2 separate regions of the Drosophila melanogaster genome follow, and region 1 is linked to region 2. Evidence: chromatin contacts called from public Hi-C data. All regions are on one chromosome and are shown on one strand. The core of a region is the stretch at or near the end of the contact, and the rest is flanking DNA. Distances in the headings are between cores, read along the strand shown. Region 1 holds the start of CG6769. Region 2 holds the start of beta-Spec (beta Spectrin).

The links. Hi-C and Micro-C count contacts between places; a contact is called where the count stands out from the background.
Region 1: a Hi-C map of the Kc167 cell line shows a contact between it and region 2, with 2.4 times the contacts expected there. The contact joins the promoter of CG6769 here to the promoter of beta-Spec in region 2. A contact is called at or near these places in 13 of 107 Hi-C or Micro-C datasets (the D17-c3 cell line, the Kc167 cell line, the OSC cell line and 5 more) and 1 of 6 datasets of contacts at active chromatin or transcription factors (the Kc167 cell line).

Annotation. Positions count from the first base shown.
Region 1 is chrX:17,859,720-17,862,419 of dm6, reverse strand. It overlaps CG6769, which reads right to left and starts at 1,418. Exons shown (of 3, transcript NM_001272734.1): 1 at 741-1,418; 2 at 220-582; 3 at 1-146. The coding sequence starts at 1,256. Arp8 (Actin-related protein 8) reads left to right here and starts at 1,620. Exons shown (of 3, transcript NM_133023.4): 1 at 1,620-1,698; 2 at 1,767-2,352; 3 at 2,418-2,700. The coding sequence starts at 1,694.
Region 2 is chrX:17,655,961-17,658,660 of dm6, reverse strand. It overlaps beta-Spec (beta Spectrin), which reads right to left and starts at 1,289. Exons shown (of 7, transcript NM_078664.3): 1 at 1,124-1,289. IntS2 (Integrator 2) reads left to right here and starts at 1,843. Exons shown (of 3, transcript NM_133004.2): 1 at 1,843-2,700. The coding sequence starts at 2,063.

The sequences.
Region 1 (2,700 bases), core at 169-2,668, 200 kb before region 2:
ACGGCGCGTTCCGGACGAAGACGCTGCTTGTAGTAGCGAAGCAGGGAGCGATGACCAATGACCGCGCCTGAGGGCAGCACCAGCTGATACTCATCGCCATCGAGCAGATCCGGCACCACCTCTTCGTCAATGTCCATGCCCTCATTCTGTGCGGGTTAAAAGGTTTTCCAAGATTCAGTCAGCATAAATGGAGGTTTGCTTGTGCTATGTGATACTCACATTGTCCGGATAACTGCTGCTGTAGTCGTAGTATTCGGCATACTCGGCCAGCGCCACACCCTCGTGCAGCATCTGGCAGTGGCCCTTGTCGATCATGTGTTTGCGCACGGCGTCCAGGGAATAGAAGGTCTTGCCGCGATCGTTGCAGAACAGGCAGATGAAGTAGTTGGCCACCTTCTCGCCCAGGTAGTACAGAAGGCCCTCGATGTCCGTGCAGTACTCGGTGTCCGGAATGAAGAACGAGTGCGCCACGGACATGTGCTTTAGGTTCTCCACCAGATCCTCGCTGGCATGTGTGCAGAACAGGCAGTCGCGCTCGGTCAGCGGATTCTCGGGTATCTTGTCCCACTCATCGGAATCCACCTGCAAAAAATCAAGTTGTTCTTTATAAGAAGCTGTATACGTTGTAAAGGTGCATATCTTAACCAGGCATAGAATCTCCAAGGAAATCATTCTCAAGGTAACCCTTCTATGAGCAAGGAAAAGTCTAATGCGAGCTCTATCTGCATAGCGCTTCCTACCTCCTCCTCTTCAATGTCCTCGAAATCATCGTCGTCCTCGTCGACCATCTCCTCGTCGTTATTGGCCTTGACCACCCGCTCCGCGAAGGCCAGTCGACCCTTGCCAGCGGCTGCGGCGGCCAGGGCCGGATGGGGCCGCTGCTCCACGACGCTGCGCGTGCACACGGATGTGGCGGTGCTGGCGCTGCCGCCGCTAGCTGTCATCTGCTCGCGCTCGAAGCGGGCCAGCAGCTCCTTGTGCTTGCGGCTGTTCAGGTGGTTGTCGTGCGCCTTCTGGCTGGCGAATTGGCGTCTGCAGGCGTGGCAGTAGACACTTAGGTTCTGCTCCTCGAGTGCCGCGTCCGTGGCGCTGCGGGCGCTAAGAACGCGCTGCTGGAACTCCTCGGCCGTAACGGGCGGCAGCTGGGCCACCCTGCGCTTCAGATTGTAGCGATGCCAGTCGGTCTTGTAGTGATTCCGCTGCACATCCGCGCTGGCGAAGCGGGCATCGCAGTTCAGGCAGGTGAAGTGCGACATTGTGGCGCTGAGTGGATTCGATGATCGCTTGACTGGCACTCTCGTTTTCGTTGGCACTCTGGAATGGCGTATTTCACAATGGAAAGTAAGGCTGCTCAATTTAATGGTGATGATTAAAAAACAAAACCACGTTCTTGACAGTGTGACCAGACGGCACTCACGTCGGCACCATCCACACACAATATACTAAACAAAGAATTTGTTATATGTTATATATATGAGTGCTTTGAATTTCAACAATGAATTAATAGTAATTAATGAAAAATGAGTTTTGTAAATCAGCCCTATTTTTTTATTACTTTAACTTTCTGTTTTTCCTGTGTTCCTGTTTTATAAATGTTCTCATTTGCGCACCACGGTCACATTGGCTTTGTTGCCATTTGTTGTTGCCTCCGATTTCCGCATTTTCAAAGGATCCGGATTTCGGAAAGCAAACGATGCAGTAAGTGAATAAGTAAGTGGTATGTGAAGCAACTAATTTTGCAACTTGGCTACTCTCCCTTCGTCCAGACGATCCCGAGCCAGCAGCACCAGCAGTGGCCGGCATCCGGCGCCGCCGCCAATTGGGCTGCCCCAGCCGCAGGCGCAGCCACTGGAGGCGCCAAAGATTATCGTCATCCATCCTGGATCGCAGCACTTGAGGATCGGCAGGGCGGCCGACCTTAATCCGCTGACCCTGCTGCACGCGGTGGCCTACAGGAGGCGTCCGGGGGCCAGCGATAGGCCGCATCATGATCCGCTGCTGCCGCCGCTGGACAACGTCAACTCAAACTCCGGCCTGATGGTGGAGTTCGAGGAGCAGCGCCTGGTGGTGTCGCGCATTCTGCAGCACTGCGTCGTCGATAACAAAAACCGGTTGCGGGTGGCCACTCCGCCGCAGCAACTGGCCCACTTCAACCGGAGCAGTCAGGCGGAGAAGGTGCCGGCGCCCAGTGGCCAGATGGCGGACGAGCCCTGGCTGGATCGCGAGGCACCCGTGCTGTTCGACGACCGTATCCTGCGACTCGGTGCTGTGGATGCCCGCAACTACGACATCCATTTTCCCATTCAAAGGGGCGAGCTGAATGTGCACAACGAGAAGGGCGGCTCGCTACAAGTGTGTGCTGCGTTGTTCCTCGTAGTTTCCAAACTAAACTGATGAAGCTGTTTTTTTTTTTTCAGGCCAGCATGCAGCACTTGGAACGAATCTGGTCGTACGCCCTGGAAGAGCGTCTGAAGATCCCGCTGCGTAAACTGGGCACCCACTGCGCCGTCTTGGTGGTCAACGATGTCTATGTGCGGCGGCATCTGCGCGAGTTCGTGACCCTGCTGCTGAGGCGTTTGGGCTTTCGGCGCTGCTTCCTCGTCCAGGACAGCGTCGCCTCCACCTTTGGCGCCGGCATTGGGTACGGCTGTGTGGTGGACATTGGCGCCCAAAAGACCTCCATAGCCTGCATCGAGGACG
Region 2 (2,700 bases), core at 40-2,539:
CGGCGATCAATTGATTGAATGCCTGTATGTTTGTAGGTTTGTGTGCGGGTGTGTGTGTTGTGTTTACAACTGTACGTGTGTGATTTGTCATAAACAACAACAATGCAACAACATCAGCGACAAGGTGAAGCACAAACAAACACATAAGCAAACAAACATTGGGCAAGTGCAGCTCAGTATATTTATATCTTTTAACTCGTAACTTCGAAATGAAACTTCAACTCGTGACCTCAGAGGGCCGGGTGGGTGAGAAGAGCGGGGTGCAAGGGAAATGGGAAATGGGGAGTGTGTGTTATTTTTAGCCGATGTGTTGGTGAGCACGTAACTGTATTTCAGCCAAGTGCATAGGCGTATGCGTATCTACGGGGAAGAAAAAAGAGCGCACCGCTTGTATTTCATAAAACTCACAAGCACACGGAACCTCAACGTATGATACACATGTATATATATATATATATCTCCGATTAGGCGATAGCCGTGTTCTTCGCTTTTTATCACCAACGGAACGAACAACTGACGCAAACGTTACTTAAGGCTTGCGCTTCTTCTTCTTGCACAGCAACATGTCATTCATGCGTTTAATTCACAGCTCTAGAGTTTCGGTCCTGCCATTCAGGCACATTTACACCAAGTAATTTAAAAAATAAAAAAAAAAATGCGAACTACACTCGTCCAATTCGATTACTCGAACAAACATACACACACACTCACGCACGCTACGCGCTCTCAACGAAAACCGAATGATGTCATCATCGGTGGCAGAGACAGCGACGCCGGCAGCGACGGCGACAGCGTCGAAATATATGAGTTAGCAGGCAATTTTAATCGATGATGTTTTTATTATGTACGTAGAAATGTATGCGAGAAATCACTTGCTTTTCATATTTTAGCACACTTCTAATTCTCAAACCAAAAACACACACACAGGCACACCAAGAGTAAGAGTCGCTCACACATTCGTTAGATACTTTTTGCTCTCTTTTGCCACTTCTGCCTTTTATTGGTGGCTCCTTTTTCGTGGCCTATTCACTTGGGCGTTGGTCTATTTCACATTTTCCCCGTTCGACCGCTTGCGTTTCGAATTTCGCGCCGTTTTTACTGCACTGCGGCGACTTTCACTTACCTACTCGATAATTTTGCAGCTCCGCTCGCCCTAATTGATTCATAAAACACAGTTAATTTCATAGATTTAGCACGTTCAACTAAAAATCTTCGGTCTGGCGGATGAACTTCACTTGGCGAGAATGGAAAAAATGTATGTATTCAAAACATCGCGTTGCGAACGAGTGAACGAAGTGAACCAGCGCGAGAAGGCGCTAAAAAACGCCTACTGCGCAGTGTGGCCGTGCCACATGATCTGGCTATAAATTAGCCAAAACGGTGGAACTTAAGATTTTTATATATTATTTAACTTAAATATTCCTTCATATTTGTATAACCTAATATTACATAAACAATTGTTTACGCCACATGTACTCTATTACTTCGAGCTATTTAAATAATATTAATTAAATTTTTATCAGAACCAAAATGTTCTTATTTTCCTAAGATTTTCGTTACAGAAATGCTTATATACAAACATAACTTATTTATATTTAACTTTTTTTAATATGTTGGCTTTTTGGGAGAATATAAGCCTTATTGCTAATAATAACAGTAAAGATTTTACTAACTTAATAGTACTAATAGTTGTTAGCCTCTTGCAATAATTGTTAATATTTTTCTTTAGCTGCGCATCTCTTTGTTAACCTTCACCTATGAGAGCAGTATAGTATTTTTATAATAATAAAATAATAAAATGTAGTAATTGCTGGTATATTTGCAGCCTCTCCAACTGGCCACACTGACGTGTGTTGATTTTTTGGATGCGGATCGCAGTGGATTCTCGGATTCTCCGGCATTCCCTGCCCCAACTACAGATCGCCGAGATTAAAGCAGACCCGCGCCGGCATCTCCAGCACGGACACCCCGCCGGCCAGGCCAATAGAGCGGGACAACCGAGCACACGAGCATTGCCGGGTGCAACAAGTTGGAACGCAACGACAACGACGACGAGGACAAAATGCCGGTGAGGATGTACGATGTATCGCCGCGCGTTTTCTGCGCCATGCAGAATCTGGACATCACCCTGCTGGCCAGCTATCCGGAGGCGGAGATTCGGCCCGTGCTGCCCTCGCTGGTGCGGATGAGCCTGCTATCGCCACTGGACAACACCGAATCGTCGATGGAGTCGCGCAAAGAGATCCTGGCCGTGCTCATCGGCATCGAGGTGGTGAACAGCATCGTCTCCTACCTGCAAGTCAACTACCATGAGCTGGAGAATGAGCTGAAGAAGGAGCTGCAGGCCCGCCAGAAGTCGGCCTTCTTCGAGGGACAGCAACACGAGTACGGCCTCCAGTCGGGCATCGCACTGGGCTTTGAGCGGGCGGATGTGGCGCGCAAGGTGCGCGTGGTGCTCTCCGAGATCTTCAATCTGCAGCAGCAGGTCTCCGAGCAGAAACCGGCCGCCCATTCGGAGATGCTGGACGACGGCATCTATCTGGAGGAGGTGGTCGACATTCTGTGCATTGCTCTCGCCGAGCTGCCCTCCCTGCTGAACATACTGGAGCTAACGGACGCCCTTGTCCATGTGCCCAACGGACATCGCATCATCTGCGCACTGGTCGCCAACTTTCCGGATTGCTATCGCGACGTTGTGTC